Linked DNA regions of Rattus norvegicus: region 2 is linked to region 1. Evidence: chromatin contacts called from public Hi-C data. All regions are on one chromosome and are shown on one strand. Each heading gives the region's core, a stretch centred on a gene start, on an enhancer-like site or on the middle of the called end of the contact. The rest is flanking DNA. Distances are from core to core; before and after follow the strand shown. Region 1 holds the start of Rwdd3 (RWD domain containing 3). Region 2 has its middle 17 kb from the start of Tlcd4.

Region 1 (3,262 bases), core at 100-2,599:
GATTGAACTGCTATTTTGGAAATAACTCAAAGGAATTATTTTTTTCTTTCTTCTAATACAAATTGGCCACATTATAGATAATTATGTGTTTAAATAAACCTTTATCTTTCTAATTATGTGCACAGCATGGTCCCTAATTGCTTGGGGTCACTGAAATCTCAGGGCATCCCTGGGAAAGCTTCTCTGGTCTATCTTGTCAGATTTCCTTTCTCTGCTTGGAAGCCAATTTCTCTTCCTTTTTCTAATTCCCCTTTAGCAACAGAAATGGTGATTGGGATCAGGGCCAGGTAAAATTATTCTGACTTGTAGAAGTCAGTGAAATGAGCTACTGTAGACCTACTTAAGTTCTTTGATGTACACAGAATGTTATTTCTGATACAAACTAGAGGTAGGGAACCTCCCCGAGTGAGTCAGGGCTTCTGGGAGCTGCAGAATTTAAAATTTTTATTTGTAAAACAAAAACAAAAAACAAGTTAAACACACCTAGAAAGAACTATTTACCACAAATTAATTTTGCTCACCAAAGTCGAGGTTGGAACACGATGCATTGACCGTTCTGTTATCCCATTGTTACTGCATGTGTTTTAAAGTTTAGGTCAAGATTCAATGATGGTGATTTCACCATTAAGCTTCAGGGGCCACAGTGGAAATAGACACATTATATTGTATGCATCGAATATCACCTGAACCAAACCGAACTAAATCGAACCAAACCGAACCGAACTGAACCGAATCGAACCGAACCAAACCAAACCAAACCAATTGTCAAAGCTAGTTTATGGTTTTGGACCCTATCCCACTAGTTAGGGAGTCTCCTCTCAATCTTCCCTCCTCTTTTCTGCACCTTTGACAGAAAAGAGGCCCGGGAATCTAGACCTTGTCTGTAAGCCTGGGGCTAGTGACCAGTTCAGTATCTTGGAGGTTATTATCAAAGTCTTTTCTGAAATATCCCGACTGCGAGGATCACTGACAGCAACATCTCGGGACCTAAGGTTCAAAAGACCAAGGGCTCGCCTTGTTTGGCTTTTCTTGTTTGTTTAGGTTTCTTTTACTCTCTCCATCTCTTCCCAGCCTAGTGTAGGTCAAGCACAGGGGTTCACGCTTGGGTGTTCTTGTAGGGTCTTTGGGGCTTTACAGGTCTCTCTCAGCTCTAGAAAACAACGGGGGCAAAAACTCTGGGAATGAAGGAACTTCGAATTGGAATTAGAGAGCAAAAGGGCCTGGGCGGAGCTTTCAGACATTCGCCACGCCCATAGACACGCCCACCCCAGCCTGCCGGGCTGTGAGGTTCGGGCGCCCCCCAGTGGCCGTGTGCGCGCTCTGCTCCGGGAGGCGGCGGAAGCGGCTTCGGATTCTGGTCACGCGGAAATGGCGGAGGAGATGAGGCAGGAACTCTCGGCGCTGGCCGCGATCTTCTGCGGGCCCCACGAGTGGGAGATGTTGAGCTGTTCAGGTGAATACCCTGCCTCTCACCCTGCGGCCACTGCGGGGACCCGGGAGACCCGGTGTCCTGTGGCCTTGCGTAGGAGTGGGAGGGGAGTTGTCGGGGTTGGGGGTGGCCTGCGCTGGCAGTGCCTTCCCTGAGCTCGCTCTCCTTCTCCCCTGTGCTCTCTGGCCACTAAACAGTGCGCACTGCCCTCCTCATGGAATCCAGCCCCTCCAAATAGTCAGTACCCCCATAAGCATTTGTGCATTACGTCCTTGACAACAGTACGCAGTATTTGGTTGTCAGCCACGGGGAAGGCAGTCAGGAAAAGGTTGTTGTAGGTTGGGTGAAGCTTTGAATTCTCCAGAGTTGATTGGCTTTGATTTTATTTTATTTTTCGTTTTGTTTTTCTTAAAAAAATTTTTTTATTTTTATCTTTTTAGGCTGCTGAAAAGTGGCAGCCAGTTCCAGACTCCTGCTAGATGTGTAATCATGCAGCGCGCATTCATGAATGCCTTCTCTTCTAACATAGGCATGACACCGAGCCCCTTCTCTGAGAGTTTATAATCTGTAAAGCAATTATTGTTGTTGTTGTTTTTATTTTAAAAAGCTGAAATTTCATTCTTGCCTTGGTTTCCCTCTTCCACTCACACACATTTAAGTTTTAAAGTTTTTTCTGAATGTGTTTGTGTGTTTTACCTGCCAGTATATACCTGTACGATGTGTGCCCACTGCACAAGGAGACCAGAAGAGGGCGTTCAGGGGATAGGAGTTACTGAGGTTTGGGAGCCGTGTGCCCTATAGGTGCTGAGAACTGAACCCAGGACCTCCAGAAGTACAGTCAATTCTCTTGACCACTAAGTGCCCCCGACTCCCCCCTTTTGGGAAAGTGTGCTGATGCAGATCATCCTCCCTTCTCCCCCGAGCTGTCATAAGTCATGTACATTCTGACGTCAATAGGAGCCATCACTCTACTGTTACTTTGTAACTGCTATTGAAATCGCCTCTCTGACCATACATTGGCTTACCTCTAAGAACAAAGTGTGAAAAGTGCTAGACCTAAGGAAGCTACATTAAGAGGGCTTTGGGTTTCCATATGGTAAGTCAGAGACTCTGGGAGTTCACCCTTTCTTTTTATCCCTTCTTGCACGCACCCATCTGCAGACCCTTGTGGTGCTCTGTGATATTTCAGGCAATGTGAACTTTCTAGAAAAATGGAGCTGCTCTCTTTTTAAGTGCCTAGACCTGTCTTATCTTTTTGAAACTTCCTTAAGATCCCCCTATGAAAGGATTTATTGTAGGGATTTGTCACCCTCTTCTGATTGGGTAGCATCCTAATTGGTTAGCATCTCCTCTGTCTCCACAAATCTCTTTATTGATAATTGTTTCTGCCTGAGGCAGATATTTAAAGGGATCACTTGTGTCTTTGAGTTCTTGTATCATGGCTTACTTGCAATAGCTGGGAGGAACGAACCTGTGTTGTCTGGTGACACTGCTTTATAAATTCATGGTTGACCATTAGATACTGTTGATAGGCCAGAGAAAGACCCCCAAAAAGAAGTGGGGAGAGAAAGAGAGAGAGAGAGGGAGAGAGAGAGAGAGAGAGAGAGAGAGAGAGAGAGAGGTGTCTTAATACCAAGAGAGAGAGAGAGAGAGAGAGAGAGAGAGAGAGGTGTCTTAATACCGAGAACACTGCAGCCCTCTATCTGCTCTTAAATTGAGCATGACTTCAAGTCATGCCTCCTAATTAATTTAATTCAGTGTTCTGGCATCAATAAGTAATTGAATTATAAAGGAATTCAGTGTAACAACTTCGGACATTTTGTTTCTAGAAGG
Region 2 (3,183 bases), core at 191-2,690, 88 kb before region 1:
ATATGTAACTATCTGTTAGGAACACGTCCCATCAGGAAAATGAGGTACTTTCATAAAGGAGCCCAAAGCACTTTGTCAGTGTATTCTCTTAAGCGTGAAAGGCGGCTCACTGAGAAATGGAACCCTGATGCTCTGAGGCCTGTTTTCCTTCAAAGGCCTGCAGATCCCATACCAGGTGAAGCCAAGATAAAGCAGCGCTAGAAAAGAGGTTTCTTTGCTCAGATAACATGGTTGTATTTGGGAAGAGGTAATCCTGTGGATACAGGAGGAGCGTGTAAGGCGGTATAACAGCCCAGTGCTCTTGAAAGTAGTCCCTGAAGATGGCTGCACCCAGAGCTTAAACCACGTGGGAGAAAGGAGGGGTTGAACAGTGGGACCAATGCCCTAGACCTGATAGGAGCAGTGTTCCAAACATTACTGGGCCAGGACACCAGAAAGTGCATTTTTTTTACTTTGAGACCCAGAACACAAATAAGTGTATGAGTATCTAAAACAAGTTTTTATTCTTGTTCTGTTTCTAGTTGCAGTTTTTGGAAAACTCCTAACCTCTAGTCTGCCGTTTGTTTAATCAGTGGAAAACCAAGTAGGGTAGGGCGGGGTGGCCTAGAGATACTGGAAGGGGTGATTGAGGGCTATCAGGGTCTGTCTGTGGACGGAAGGGCGTGTGGGACCTGTCTAGTGTGTGAGGATATGAGACTCAGAGTCCAAAGGCAGCTGGATGGGGCAGGGGCAGACAGGGACTTCCTTCCCACTTGTTCTTTCACTGCAAAGCCAAGCAGTTGCTTTGGAAGGGTGAGGGGGACGAAGCGTGGAAAGGACTCTGCATTTGGATTTCAAAGCAGATTTCTTTGGAGCAAGAGCCTTTTCTTTGTAGTTTGTGAGGAAAACAAACGGGCCAGAACAAAATAGCTGATGGATTTAGGTCATGTCCACTTCTGTGGGCCGCCTAGGGGAGCAGGGGCTCAGATGTGGGAAGGATGAGTAGGAGGCTCACACTTCCTGGCTCCGAGAAGTTCTGAGCAAAGCTCAGGGGGTGCGTTGTTCCTAAGCCTCCCTTGCTGCTTGCACTGAGTAAGAAGTTGGCTGCTCGCCTCACCAGGAATTGGAACAGTATTCTCATTCTCGTCTATAACTCGGCTAGGCTATCAGGACTTCCTCAGAGGCCTATTTTATGGTCCATGATCCAATTCAAGCTTCTGCCTCAACCAGTGTCAGGCAGCTGATTCTGCTGCCGTGTGCCCTGGGGTTGGTCAAAGGCAGAAACTATTCTTCAGGCTTTTGATTTCCCTTTTCCCTAACGATTAACATCTGACTTCCACCACCTAACACTCCCACCACCAGGTAAAAGAAACCAACCGAAGAAAGTACACAGGTATCAGAGCCTGTTGCTTAGTTACTGCTAGATTTTGTCATTGACATCTGACCTAGTTGGATCCTCCTTTTGGATCCTCTGGATCCTGTTGTACCTTTCTGACTGCAGGTGAAATTTTTTAGGCGTTTAATGTCACCCTCCTCCCCTCCCCTTTTAAACCTGTCTGACCTTTGTCCAATGCTTTCGATCCAGGTTTCATTAATATCAACATCTCATATCCTCCAACTTAGGGTTTCTGCCCAGCTACTCCTGTGAGCCCAGTTTTGGATCACAGACTCTAGAGACAGCTATACGCTGATGAGTTTTCTACGTTGGCTCTAATTTAACTTTCAGTTTGGGGGCATAAGGAGGGAGTATATCTTGGTTAGGCTCATTTTATTTAATTCTCTCCAAGCGTACTTAGAAATCCATTGAAAGATGTTATTTTGGGGCTGAGGTTACACACAGTAGGGGAGACAGCTCTGTAAGGTTACGGGCTGAGCCCCCAGTACTACAAAGGAAAAGAAAAGCGTAACTTGGGATGCTTAGTGTGCTTATTTGATAGAATGGCGGCAAGAAGGAGTTTTCATTGAGGAATTTTTAGTTTTTTTTATTATTAAGTTTCAAAAGCCCCCTAACTTTCGTTTTAGCAACAGTTTTAAAAACCAGTCTTGCTTGATTAACATGCTTGCTCTAATACATGTGATTCTTAAGTGTACCAATATTTTTACATCACATTTTATAATTTATTTGCCTTTTTTCTTTTTTTCTTTTTTGTCTTTTTCTCCTCCCCACAATCACCCAGATTGGATTTCTCTGTGTAGCCTTGACTGTCCTGGAACTCACTCGGCAGAGCAGGAGAGTTCAGACATATACTTGCCTCTGGCCAGCTGTTAATGCATGCTATGTGTGTGCGGGTGCATGCCAGCAGTCCACATCCTGTTTTTACCGGTCACTCTCCACTTTGTTGGTTTGCTTGTTTTCAAGACAGGGTCTCACTATGTAGCTCTGGCTGTTCTAGAACTCACTATTGTAGACCAGGCTGGCCTGGAACTCATAGAGATCTGTCTGCTTCCAAAGGCTAGGATTAAAGGCTTGGCCTCTATCACACCTGCCTGGCTCTTTCCACCCTGGTTTTAAAGACAGCATCACCGCTGTAACTGGAGCTCAGTGTTTGGCTGAACTAGCTGGCTAGAGAGCCTCCGCCATCCTTCTATCTCTGTAGGTGGGAGCCGCCTCTCCAGGGGAGGCTGGAGATCCAAATGTACGCAGATCCTCATGACTGTATAGCAGGCTCTTTACCAACTGAGCCACCTCTCCAGGCCCACTTCTCATGTTTTTGAAAACCTGGATATTGCCAGAAAGATGGTTTGTAGAAAGTGGAGTGCTGTGGGGCCAGATAAAGATGGAGTGGGTGGCAGAGGGGAAAGACTCATCTCCTTAGCAGAGGCGGCGTTCATATCTTAGAAGCAAACCCTGAAGACCGAGGATTTGGAGAACTCGATAATGCCTTCCGATGGCCCAAGATAATACATGTTCTCCCAAGCAGGCGTGGCACATTGCTATGTAATCTTAGGTACTTGGGAGTCTGAGGCAAGAGCACTGCAAGTTTGAGGCCAGTCTTGGCCACTTAGTAAGACCTCCATCTCAAAATAAAAAGTGGGTAAAAGGAAACCAGGGGGGGTGACACATACCCACAATCATAGCCCTTGGAAAGATGAGACAGGAGAGTCAGGATTCTAGGGCAGGTCCTGCTGCATAAGGAAGTTTGAGGCCACTATGGGCTGTATGAGATCCTGCCATAGATAGATAGATAGATACATACATACATA

The links. A called contact is a pair of places that touch in the nucleus more often than the background predicts.
Region 2: a contact with region 1 is called in a Hi-C map of liver, with 3 times the contacts expected there. The contact joins the enhancer-like site here to the promoter of Rwdd3 in region 1. A contact is called at or near these places in 3 of 12 Hi-C or Micro-C datasets (kidney and liver).

What each region holds. Positions count from the first base shown.
Region 1 is chr2:211,931,679-211,934,940 of GRCr8, reverse strand. It overlaps Rwdd3 (RWD domain containing 3), which reads left to right and starts at 1,349. Exons shown (of 5, transcript NM_001128152.1): 1 at 1,349-1,453. The coding sequence starts at 1,369.
Region 2 is chr2:212,019,893-212,023,075 of GRCr8, reverse strand. It overlaps a transcript of Tlcd4 not described here. Among named protein-coding and RNA genes, the nearest start is that of Tlcd4, 17 kb to the right of the region's middle. Within about 2 kb of position 1,440, at least 13 of the 93 cell types and tissues checked have an H3K27ac peak or open chromatin away from gene starts, as enhancers often do. A contact at or near this core is called in liver, where this site is marked.